Regions from separate parts of the Macaca mulatta genome. Here region 2 is linked to region 1. Evidence: chromatin contacts called from public Hi-C data. All regions are on one chromosome and are shown on one strand. The core of a region is the stretch at or near the end of the contact, and the rest is flanking DNA. Distances in the headings are between cores, read along the strand shown.

Region 1 (5,916 bases), core at 2,515-5,014:
GGTAGCATCTAGATATAATTAGAGAATGGGGCCAGGCACAGTGGCTCATGACTGTAATCCCAACACTTTGGGAGGCCAAGGCGGGCAGACTACTTGAGGCCAAGAGTTTAAGACCAGCCTGGGAAACATGGCAAAACCCCATCTCTACAAAAAATACAAAAATTAGCTGGGTATGGTGGCATGCACCTATAGTCCCAGATACTCAGGAAGCTGAGGTGGGAGGATGCCTTAAGCCCAAGAGGCAGAGGTTGCAGTGAGCCGAGATGGCACAACTGCACTCCAGCCTGGGCAACAGAGCGAGACCCTGTCTCCAAAAAAAAAAAAAAAGCAAAAAGGAGAAATCAAAGTACATACCAGATAATCTCACTCAATCCTCACAGTGACCCTGAGATAACCATACTATTATCATCTGTAATTTATCATTTCACAGATAAGCAACTGAAGCTGAGATGGCAACACAGCCAGATCCTGTTCTCCCCCAAAACAAGAGAGAGAATGGGAAGCATCTTTCAACTAGATATCTGCTGTATCTACTTTAGTGTCTACCTTTAACACTTTTAGCACTATTCGAAATCAAAACAAGTTTCATTACATAGATGTGTAATGTGAGGCCAGGTGCAGTGGCTCACGTCTGTAATCTCAGCACTTTGGGAGGCCAAGGCAGGCGGATCAACTGAGCCCAGGAGTTTGAGACCAGCCTAGCCAACATGGTGAAACCCCCATCTCTACTAAAAATACAAAAATTAGCCAGGCGTGGTAGCGGGCACCTATAATTCCCAGCTAATCAGGAGGCTGAGGCAGGAGAATCGCTTGAGGTGGAGGTGGAGGTTGCAATGAGCCGAGATCGTGCCACTGCACTCCAGCCTGGTGGACAGAGATAGACTCTGTCTCGAAAAAAAAAAATAATAAATAAACATAGATGTGTGATGTGAAAGTCAGGACCATATTGGAACTATTGGTGCCATCCTTTTTTCCCTATTCCCTACTTCCATACCCATGGGCATCAATAATGGACTCACAACTTTCTCTATCCTGCTGAGGCAGAAGCAAGCTTCAGAACAAAGACCCCTCAAGACAGTGACTACCAGACACCACCAATCAGCTCTAATGGGGCACAGGAGAGGAAACCCACCTACCATTGCAGAAAGGAAAAACATTTGAGGGGAAAAGGTTGGGAGAAAGAATAAAGAGGGTTAGATGACCAATTCAGTTCACTGCTAAAGGACAGTTCACTGCTAAAGGGATTTTCTTAAAATGTCAGGAAACCAAAGGAAAAGCATCATATAAAGTTTTTACCTTTGCTGTACCAGTCTGAGAACCATAAAAAATCTTCACTCCAGACACAAAGATGTCTTTCTCTTGAAGGGAGACATAACCATTTGTCATCAAATCCTGAGGTGCTCTTGGAACAGATTTTTCCTGTAAGCTCCTGTCCTGAAAGACAAATAATTACACAAAATCCATCAAGTCTAAATCATTTCCCAACTTCAGCAGGGATGAAAATTAGCACAGATACTGAGACACTTTATTTTTCTCTTAATCTGACACACTAAATTTTTCTCTTAATCTTTCTGGTTGTATTCCTCAAATATTAGCCCCCTTGGTATAATAAGGTCCTTTAATAGGCAGGACTCACATTTTTAAGGCTCATGATTTCCATTCCCTCCAAGAAAAAACTTTACATACTCTTATCCTATAAAGTATTTTAGTAGAATAATAGTAGGAACTTATTTTCTGATCCTTAACGAATGGAAAGGCAAGAGAGGACTAGTGACCCTTAAAGGTATAAAACAAATTTGTTTTTCATATAAAAGTTTCATTTTTCATTACAAAAAATCTTCCTGTATCTTAAAAATGAGACACAGGGCCGGGCGCGGTGGCTCAAGCCTGTAATCCCAGCACTTTGGGAGGCCGAGACGGGCGGATCACGAGGTCAGGAGATCGAGACCATCCTGGCTAACACGGTGAAACCCCGTCTCTACTAAAAAAAATACAAAAAACTAGCCGGGCGAGGTGGCGGGCGCCTGTAGTCCCAGCTACTCGGGAGGCTGAGGCAGGAGAATGGCGTGAACCCAGGAGGCGGAGCTTGCAGTGAGCTGAGATCCGGCCACTGCACTCCAGCCTGGGCGACAGAGCGAGACTCCGTCTCAAAAAAAAAAAAAAAAAATGAGACACAGAAAAAGTAAATAACTTAATCCAAGATAACTTAGTCTCCAAAAACTTAGAGAAGAAATTTATTTTAGGCATTTCATTAAAATATCTAAAGACCAAACCACAAAAGTAATTAAAGGTTCCTTTTAGTGTTTAAATCCTCTATAAAATCTGATGCCTAAATATTAAAAAAAAAAACTCCACTTACCTGCGTCTTGCTGACAATCTGGAGACAAATCCAAAGGCTAATGCTAACAGCAAAGCCCAGATAAATGTAAAACCTGTTTATCCATAATGATATTAAAGGTGAGGAGAGGTCCCATGTATCCACAGAAGGATCTAAATTTAAAATGACACACACAGGTAATTTCGTTTAAAGCTATATATACAAAGATATCCATCCCGATTTTAAGAAGAAAATAAAACCAACCTTACATTCAACAACTCAGCTAAGAAATCTAATTTAAAAATCAACTGTTGGCCGGGCGCAGTGGCTCATGCCTGTAATCCTAGCACTTTGGGTGGCTGAGGCGGGCAGATCACCTAAGGTCAGGAGTTCCAGACCAACCTGGCCAACATGGTGAAATCCCAGCCCCTACTAAAAATACAAAAATTAGCCGGGTGTGGTGGCGCGCGCCTGTAATCCCAGCTACGCGGGAGGCTGAGGCAGGAGAACTGCTTGAACCCGTGAGGCAGAGGTTGCAGTAAGCCGAGATCGCGCCACCGCACTCCAGCCTAGGCGACAGACCAAGGCTCCATCTCGGGGGGAAAAAAAATCAACTGTAATAAAAATAACACACTATGTAGTAACGTGATAAAATTATCATACTGTTAATACTAACTCAAAGATAAAACAATATAAAATTGTATCTTCACTTCGAAATGAGCATTTAGAAGCAAGAGTAGGGAACATAAAGTAAAAATACTTCATGTGAAATTGGGTTAATTTTGTTTTGTTGTGCTTGCTCCATAAAAAAAAGCTAAAGTAGTAACAGTACTCTTTTTACTAATTGTACTTTCAAAGGCTCATGGTTAAACTTGTAAGATTCTCAAGTAACTGACCGTACGCCTTTTTTTTTTTTTTTTTTTTTTTTTTAGAGAGATATGCAGGGACCTGGCCTCAAACGTTCAACCTAGGAGCAATTTCAAAAGTCGAAGCCTGAAATTTAGGCTTTACAGGTGCAAAAGTCCTAATACACGTGGGTAAAGTGGGAGGAGTACTTTTCTGTTTTCATTGAGGGTTGGAAACGTAGTTTCCTTCTAAACTAACCCCCTAGCCTCAAAAGGCAAAAGCCAGGTCAAAACCAGGGATCAGTCTTCCTTGCTCTCAGCGGCGGCTATCCGGTGCTGTCAAGTCCAACAGTCTCCGAAGGAAGGGCACCGAGGACGCCACTCCGCCTGGAGAGGGTCTCAGTAAAACGTTTACCTCTCCTGCCGCCCCAGGGTCCTTGCCCGCCGGGTGCCCTTACCCATCCTCCTCAGAGCCGACAGGAGACTAGGATCTCGGACCTGGATAACCCGATGGTTCGCATTGGTACCGCGAGACGCACCGAGCTACCTCGCAGCGTTAGCGGCGTACCGGGTGCCTGAGGAGCTGGGGGCAGCCATGACACTGGCGGGCCGGTCCTGATTGGCTCAGAGGGCGAAGAGGTGGGCCCAGAGCAAAGCCCAGAGCTCTGGGAAAGGAAGCCAGTGTCCGGTGCGCTCTCGGCCCTGCTCCGATTGGCTCAGAGGGGAAAGAGGGCGTACCCAGAAATAAGCACCACCCAGAGTTCCGGGCGATGATGCCGGAGCGCTTCCGCCTCCGTTTGGATTGGCTCAGACTGGGAAAAGGTGGGTCCAGAGAGAAATGATTGGCATGGGAAAATAAAGAGGGGAAAGGAGTGGGAAGGGAGGGAAACGCTGTGTGGACCTGTTTGGATTTCGGTTGGAATAAACTGACTGCAGAAAGGCATTATTTTTGGGAAACCCCAGGATGGACTCGCTATTAGATGATATCAAGGAATTGTAGTTAATCTCGTCGCGTGTATCTGTTAAGGGCTATAGGCTGAAGTATTTAATGCTGAAACCATATGATGGTTTCTTTAAAGTACCCCCAACCGGCCGGGCGCGGTGACTCAAAGCTGTAATCCCAGCACTTTGGGAGGCCGAAGCGGGAGTATCGCTTGAGCCCAGGAGTTCGAGACCAGCCTGAGCAACATAGTGAGACCTCATCTGTACAAATTTTTTTAAATTATTTATTTAATTAAATCAGCTTGGCGTGGCCGCTCACACCTGTAGTCCCAGCTACTTGGGAAGCTAACGCTGGAAGATCGCTCGAGCCCAGGAGGTCGAAGCTGCAGTGGGGCCATGACCCTGCCACTGCACTCCAGCCTGGGTGACAGAGTGAGACTGACTTTAAGAAAAAAAAAAAAAGTGTAAATAAAAAAGCAACAAAAAAATGAAAAAAGAAGAATAAAACAAGAATGTAACATGTTAATAATTTGTTGAAGCGGGGTGATGGGTACATGGAAGGTTCATTACACATTTTTGTCTACATTTTATGTTAAAATATTTCTATTATAAAAGGGTGAGTAAATAAAAATATTTATTATAAAATAATTGTAGTATAAAAAATATTTTTATTATAAAGTGGGTCTGCCCCTTGAATTCCGCGGAACGAGGTGGTGCCAACGCTGTGTTTCAACCCGGCCACTAAACATCTGCGAGCATCCTGTCAGAGCTCTCAGCTCATTGGCGAAAGTAAATTACGTCAAACAAAAGCACCTCCCTTTTTGGGCGTGGAAAGATGGCGTAAAAAGCCACAATGCGCAGGCGTCGTCGCTCACTTTTCGCCTCCCGGCTTCCGCCCCACCTGACGTCTGCGCAATAAGGTTGCCGGGCGCACAGTGGCGGCCGCCTGAAGCTACTGAGTCGCGGCGCCGCGCACTTGCGGTTGGGTCAGTGCCGCGCGCCGCTGGTGGCCTTCAGGCTGGTCGGTGCGGGTCCGCCCCGGTTCGCCGGCTCCTAGGTCTTTGAACAGCCGCGATGTCGATCTTCACCCCCACCAACCAGATCCGCCTAACCAATGTGGCCGTGGTACGAATGAAGCGCGCCGGGAAGCGCTTCGAAATCGCCTGCTACAAAAACAAGGTCGTCGGCTGGCGGAGCGGCGTGTGAGTAGCCCCCTCCCTCGGGCCTGGGCCTGGGCCGTCACCTCCGAGGCGGCCTGTCTCTGCTCAAGTCTAGTTAATGGGCGAAGCTGAGGTCTTGGCCGGGGAGGAAATGGAACATTCCTGCTGTCAGCATGAGACGTCGCAGTCCGAGCTTGGCTCCTAAGCCAAGGGGTTCCTTCTTTATTTGGTTGGTTCGGATTGGGTTGTTGGTTTGGGATTTTGTTTTGTTGGTGTCATAATAGCTGCAGCCAAGAAATCTCATAATTGTGGTCCTTTTCCCAGAATGATAGCTGAGAGCCTAGTCTTCCGAATACTGTCATAGTTGTGGATACATCTGGTGTCTCAGTAGCCCTAGCAGTTTGAAGTGCGTAGTGTCTTCACTGCTGCCATCTAGGGATTGGCATTCCGTGGCAGCAGCTGTCCGCACCCCACCCCACCCCGCCCCACCCCACCCTTAGTGTTTCTTACGTCCTCCCATGACATTTTTCTCCAGTGAGCAAATGGTAAGGCAAATACGATTCTGAGTTTTGAAAATGTTCCCTCAGGCCGATGCGGGCAGATCACTTGAGGCCAGGAGTTCGAGGCCAGCCTGGCCAACATGAAACCCCAT
Region 2 (5,916 bases), core at 2,261-4,760, 250 kb after region 1:
ACAAGACAGCAGTAATTAGCTGGGCGTGGTGGCACGTGCCTATAGTCAGTCCCAGCTACTCAGAAGGCTGAGGCAGGCAAATTGCTTGAACCCAGGAGGCAGAGGTTGCAGTGGCCAAGATTACGCCACTGCACTCTAGCCTGGTCACAGAGCAAGACTGTCTCAAAAAAAAAAAAAAAAAAAAAAAAAAAGCAAATAATCAAGCACTACACTGAAAACATTTATCCTTATCAGCTACATAGCAGCCTGTGTGTAAGAGCTACATAAAATTCCACGTTAGGGCCGGGTGCAGTGGCTCATGTTTGTAACCCTAACACTTTGGGAGGCTGAGGCTAGAGAATCACTTGAGGCCAGGGGTTGGAGACCACCCTGGGAAACATATAGGGATTCCATCTCTACAAAAAAATTTAGGCCAGGTGTGATGACTCACAGTTGTAATCCCATCACTTTGGAATACCGAGGAGAGCAGATCACGAGGTCAGGAGATTGAGACCATCCTGGCTGACACAGTGAAACCACATCTCCACTAAAAATACAAAAAATTAGCTGGGCATGGTGGTGGGCACCTGTAGTCCCAGCTATTCAGGAGGCTGAGGCAGGAGAATGGTGTGAACCCGGGAGGCGGAGTTTGCAGTGAGCCAAGTTCACACCACTGCACAACAGCCTGGGCGACAGAGCAAGACTCCATATCAAAAAAAAAAAAAAAAAGGAAAAAAAAAATTTAGCTAGGCAAGCTAAATTAGTAGGTGGCAGGCCTGTGGTACCAGCTACTTGGGAGGCTGAGACAAGAGGATCGCTTAAGCCTGGGTGGTGGAGGTTGCAGTGAGCTGTGTTCCTGCCACTGCATTCCGCCTGAGTGACAGAGAGAGACGGACACATTTCTTTTCCTTTTTTTTTTTTTTGAGATGAAGTCTCACTCTGTTGCCCAGGCTTGAGTACACTGGTGCAATCTCAGCTCACCAAAACATTCGCCTCCTGGGTTCAAGCAATTCTCCTGCCTCAGCCTCCTGAGTAGCTAGGATTACAGGGAGGTGCCATCACGCCCAGCTAATTTTAGTGTTTTTAGTAGAGACGGGGTTTCACCATGTTGCTCAGGCTGGTCTCGAACTCCTGACCTCGTGATCCGCCTGCCTCGGCCTCCCAAAGTGCAGGGATTACAGGCATGAGCCACAGCGCCCGGCCAGAGAAACCCATTTTAACCACACGAGGACCCAGCTAAAAACCCTTCCCTGGTTCTGTTACCATCAGATAAATCCTAAGCTCCTGTATCTCTGTCCTGCACTTTTTCTCTTTAATAACCACCCTCCAGGCTCTGTAGCTGATGCCTGTAATTTCAGCACTTTGGGACACTTGAAGCAGGAGGATTACTTGAGTCCAGGAGTTTGAGACCAGCCTGGGCAACACAGCAAGACCCCATCTTGACAAAATATTTAAAAATCAGCTGGGTGTGACAGTACCCATCTGCAGTCTCAGCTACTCGGAAGGCTGAGGTGGGAAGATCACTTGAGCCCAGGCAGTTGATACTTCAGTGACTCATGATCGTGTCACTGTACTCCAGCCTGGGTGACAAAGTGAGACCCTGTCTCTAAATAAATAAGCACCTCCTTATAGTTACTGGTCTCCTCTCCTTTGGTTCGCCCATCTCCCTCACTCCACCCTGTTAGTCTAAATGTTACTCATTCTTCAGGACACCTGCAGAAAGTATTCCCTGATCCCTTCCAGGCTCCACACCCAACAGTATGGCCTAAATGCCCGGCTCCTTCCTCGGTGCTCCATCTTAGCTCACACTCCTTACCACACTGTTTTCAAAGTATCTTGAAAGTGTCCCTTCTCCTCAACTGGGCAACTTCTAGACAGCAGAAACATGACTGCTTAGAAGGTCATTAAAAATTCAAATCCTGAACATTTCTTAATCCTGCGGATATGAATCAGTAACTCTTAAAAGCAAAATGTTATTTATCATTAAATATTAATAATATAATCACATTTTCTTGCATCTCTGGCAAGTATCTTGGTACAACAATTTTAAGGAACAGACTTTTTTTTTTTTTCTGAGATGGAGTCTGGCTCTGTCGCCTAGGCTGGAGTGCAGTGGCGCGATCTCAGCTCACTACAACCTCCGCCTCCCGGGTTCATGCCATTCTCCTGCCTCAGCCTCCCGAGCAGCTGGGACTACAGGTGCCCGCCACCACGCCTGGCTAATTTTTTTTTTTTTTTTTTTTTGTATTTTTAGTAGAGACGGGGTTTTACCGTGTGAGGCAGGATAGTCTCGATCTCCTGACCTCATGATCCGCCCGCCTCGGCCTTTCAAAGTGCTGGGATTACAGAAGTGACCCACCGCGCCCGGCCAGAACAGACTCTTTAACAGCAGTTAAAGAGTCTGGCTCACGCCTATAATGCCAGTACTCTGGGAGGCCGAGGCGGGAGGATCGCTTAAGACCAGGAGTTTGCCACCAGCCTGGGCAACACTGTGAGATCCTACCTCGGAAAAAATAATAAAGAAAAACAAAGCAGTTTTAGGTTTAGAGGGGGGAAAGTAGCTCTCCAAGCCAAAAACCAACTCCCAAGGTGCTCCTGTGAACTCGTCCTGGGAAAATTTCCTATCTAATCTCAAAGGCAAAACGAGCCCACGGGCGCCCACGACACATTTCCCAACCACAAGGATTGGTCACCCGCGCTGAGACACCGCCAGCTGCCTATGACCTAGCCTCCAAAGCGGCAGAGTACCTCCCTCTCTCTCCCTAAACTTCCGTGATGGGCATCCCTCGGCTCTCCTCCCAGACGGTTCGGAAGTAGGGACTTCTGCTCCTAACCCCAGCCCCGCAGCCTCGCCCTCAGCCACGGGGTGGAAGTCAACACCACAGGCTTCAAATCCCCTCCCAATTCCGGGACGCTTCTGTCCCCCCACGGTGACGCCGGATCAAGTACCAGCGCCCCTGCCGCAGCCGGGGGCTGTGGTCTGGGTCCGAGTGTCCCATACCGGCGCGTTCCGGGGAGGTCGTGGGAGGGGCCCCGCGCGACCACAGACGTTGCTTCGGAGCTAGCGGCCTGGACGGAAGGTGGGAGCCAGGCCGAGGGGAGCCGCCGGAGAGGGAGGTGGCCAGGAAATGCTCCGCGTCAGGCCGTCGGGGCTCGGCCGGCGCTGGAGATTCCGGCAACGAGCGCCTGGGACGTAGAGGCCGCGCACTGTGAGGATTAAGGGAGCAGAGGGCGGCCTGGAACGGGGAAGGCGGCAGTGACGGGGGACGGAATGTGGGACTAAGGACAGCGGGAGGCACCGACGCGCAACTGCCCCGGCCCCGCGGACGGCACGGACCGATCGCCCCGCCGCCCCCAGCCCGAGACGCCCCGCAGCCCCGCTCCCGTAGCTGAGAGCTGGGCAGCTTTTAGCTCCAGTCCGTCCGCTCCGTACCTCGCCCGCGTCTCCGCCGGCGTCCAAACCGCCGCTCTCCCGCTTCGCTCGGGTAAGTCGGGGCTCCCAGGTTCGCTCCCGCCTCACACCCACCCTCCTCCTCGCCCCGCCCCCGGCACCGCCAGCGAGCGCACGTCACGCACGGCGCGTAAACGTCACTTCCGGGGCCTTTGGTTCTTGACGGGAGGAAGTGCGAGTGGATCCAAAGCGTCGAGCGAAGTGGGGTAACGCCCTGACGCCGAAGAGCAAATGGAAGAGGGCGGCCTCCGGGCTAAAGCTGGGGCGCTGAGGAGCCCTGGAGAAACCGGCGTTTCCTAATCTGTGGCTCAGTCCCTGCTTCCGGCTTCCGACGCGCAGCAGCCGGAGGGCGACGCTGCGGCCGCGGTGGTAGCGCGAATGGCAGGTGGAGCGGAGCCACTGCGCCGAGGGACGCTTCAAAAACTATGAGTTTCAGCCCTTCGCGGATCCTAGGATGTGACAGGTGTTCGAGTTAAAAGGTCTTAAGGCGATCGGTTGATTCAAAAGCAGCTGAATCTTTAGGAGGCCCAGGCAGGAGGATCGCTTGAGACCAGGGCCACAGAGCAAGATCCTCGTCTCTACAAAAGAAATTTTACAAATCAGCCGGGCATGATGGCGGGCACCTGTGGTCCCAACTACTGGGGAGGCTGAGGTGGGAGGATCGTTTGATAGCCCAGGAAGTTGAGGGTGCAGAGATGCCATCTCTGAACTCCAGGCCAGGTGACAGCAGAGCGAGATCCTGTCTCAAAAACAACATACTCGACACCCAGAAGTGAAATAAATTAGCCAGTGTCACAAAGTATTAATGGTTGAGTCACAAATTGAATCCTGTTTACGTGATTCTTTACGTGATTCCCATGTAAGGAATGTTAAAACAGTAAATACTAATTGCTGTGCGTCCTGGATGCCATCAATGGCGTAACGTGCAGTCACAGCAAGAAAAAAAAGAAAATACTGTGCTGTGGCTGTGAGATAGACCTGGGTTGAAATCCCAGCTTTGCTAATTGTCGCTGCGGTGTTCTTGGACAGGTTGCCTAATTTTTCCGTCTTTTTTTTTTTTTTTTTTTTTTTTGAGAGTCTCACTCTGAACTGGAGTTCAGTCGTGGGAGCTCAGCTCACTGCAACCTCCGCCTCCTGGGTTCAAGCGATTTTCTCACCTCAGACTCCTGAGTAGCTGGAATTACAGGCACCTGTCACCACGCCCAGTTCTTTTTTTTTTTTTTTTTGTATTTTTAGTTGATACAGGGTTGCACCATGTTGGCCAGGCTGGTTTTGAATCCTGACCTCAAGTGATCTGCCCACCTTGGCCTCCCAAAGTGCTAGGATTACAGGCGTGAGCCACCGCGCCCTGCTAATGTTTGTATTTTTACTAGAGACAGGGTTTCACCATATTGACCAGGCTAGTCTTGAACTCCTGACCACAAGTGATCCACCAGCCTTTGTCTCCAAAAGTGCTGGGATTACAGGCATGAGCCACCGCGCCCGGCCCGAATTTCTAGTCATTATTCGTTATTGTTAAAGTGGGGATTAATTGATTCGTTTCTCAGATTCTTCCTAAGTGCCTAATGTGTGCTGTGCTGAGGGTACAACAGAGTATAAAACAAAAGTAAGGCCAGGTGCAGTGGCTCACGCCTGTAATCCTAGCACTTTGGGAAGCCGAGGTGGGCAGATCACCTGAGGTCGGGAGTTCAAGACTAGCCTGACCAACATGGAGAAACCCCCATCTCTACTGAAAATACAAAATTAGCCAGGGGTGGTGGTACATACCTGCAATCCCAGCAACTTGGGAGGCTGAGGCAGGAGAACCACTTGAACCTGGGAAGTGAGGGTTGCAGTGAGCCGAGATTGCGCCATTGCACTCCAGCTTGGGCAACAAGAGTGAAACTACGTCTCAAAACAAAACCAAACAAACAAAACACAAAGTTCCTGTGCTGAGGAGGTGGAGGAAGGAATAAACAATAAATTTACAGTAGTACATTAGATGGTGGTAATTGCTATTACCAAAAGACAGAATAACATTTACTTTAAAGATCTTAACAGACTTTTGTGATTACAGAATCAGGCAACACACCATTCTATAAACCATTCTGTAAAACAGAATGAGTGTTTTTTTTTTTTTTTTTTTTTTTTTCTTGAGACAGCATCTCACTCAGTCGCCCAGGCTGGAGCACAGTGGTGCAATCTCGGTGCACTCCAGCCTCCAACTCCCTGGCTCAAGTGATCCTCCTGCCTCCGCCTCCCCAGTACTGGGATGATAGGTGTGTGCCACCACACCCAGCTAGTTTTTGGTGTTTTTTTGTAGAGACAAGGTTTTTCCATGTCGCCCTGGCTGGTCTCGAACTCCTGGACTCAAGCAATCTGACCATCCCGGCCTCCCAAAGTGCTGGGATTACAGGCATGAGCCTAGGCCCCTGGGCCCAGAATGGGTGTTCAATGGGCTGAGCAGAAGAGGTTGGTTTTAAAGATAGAAAAGGCCTGAGGAAAGC

What was found. A called contact is a pair of places that touch in the nucleus more often than the background predicts.
Region 2: a Hi-C map of fetal cortex germinal zone shows a contact between it and region 1, with 3 times the contacts expected there. The contact joins the promoter of RABGEF1 here to the promoter of LOC703026 in region 1. A contact is called at or near these places in 3 of 14 Hi-C or Micro-C datasets (cortical neurons, fetal cortex germinal zone and liver).

The regions. Positions count from the first base shown.
Region 1 is chr3:58,163,169-58,169,084 of T2T-MMU8v2.0, forward strand. LOC703026 (S-adenosyl-L-methionine-dependent tRNA 4-demethylwyosine synthase TYW1) reads right to left here and starts at 3,765. Exons shown (of 16, transcript XM_015133369.3): 1 at 3,621-3,765; 2 at 2,360-2,490; 3 at 1,297-1,434. The coding sequence starts at 3,624. It overlaps SBDS (SBDS ribosome maturation factor), which reads left to right and starts at 5,008. Exons shown (of 5, transcript XM_015133370.3): 1 at 5,008-5,306. The coding sequence starts at 5,179.
Region 2 is chr3:58,409,937-58,415,852 of T2T-MMU8v2.0, forward strand. RABGEF1 (RAB guanine nucleotide exchange factor 1) reads right to left here and starts at 3,511. Exons shown (of 8, transcript XM_077996649.1): 1 at 3,413-3,511.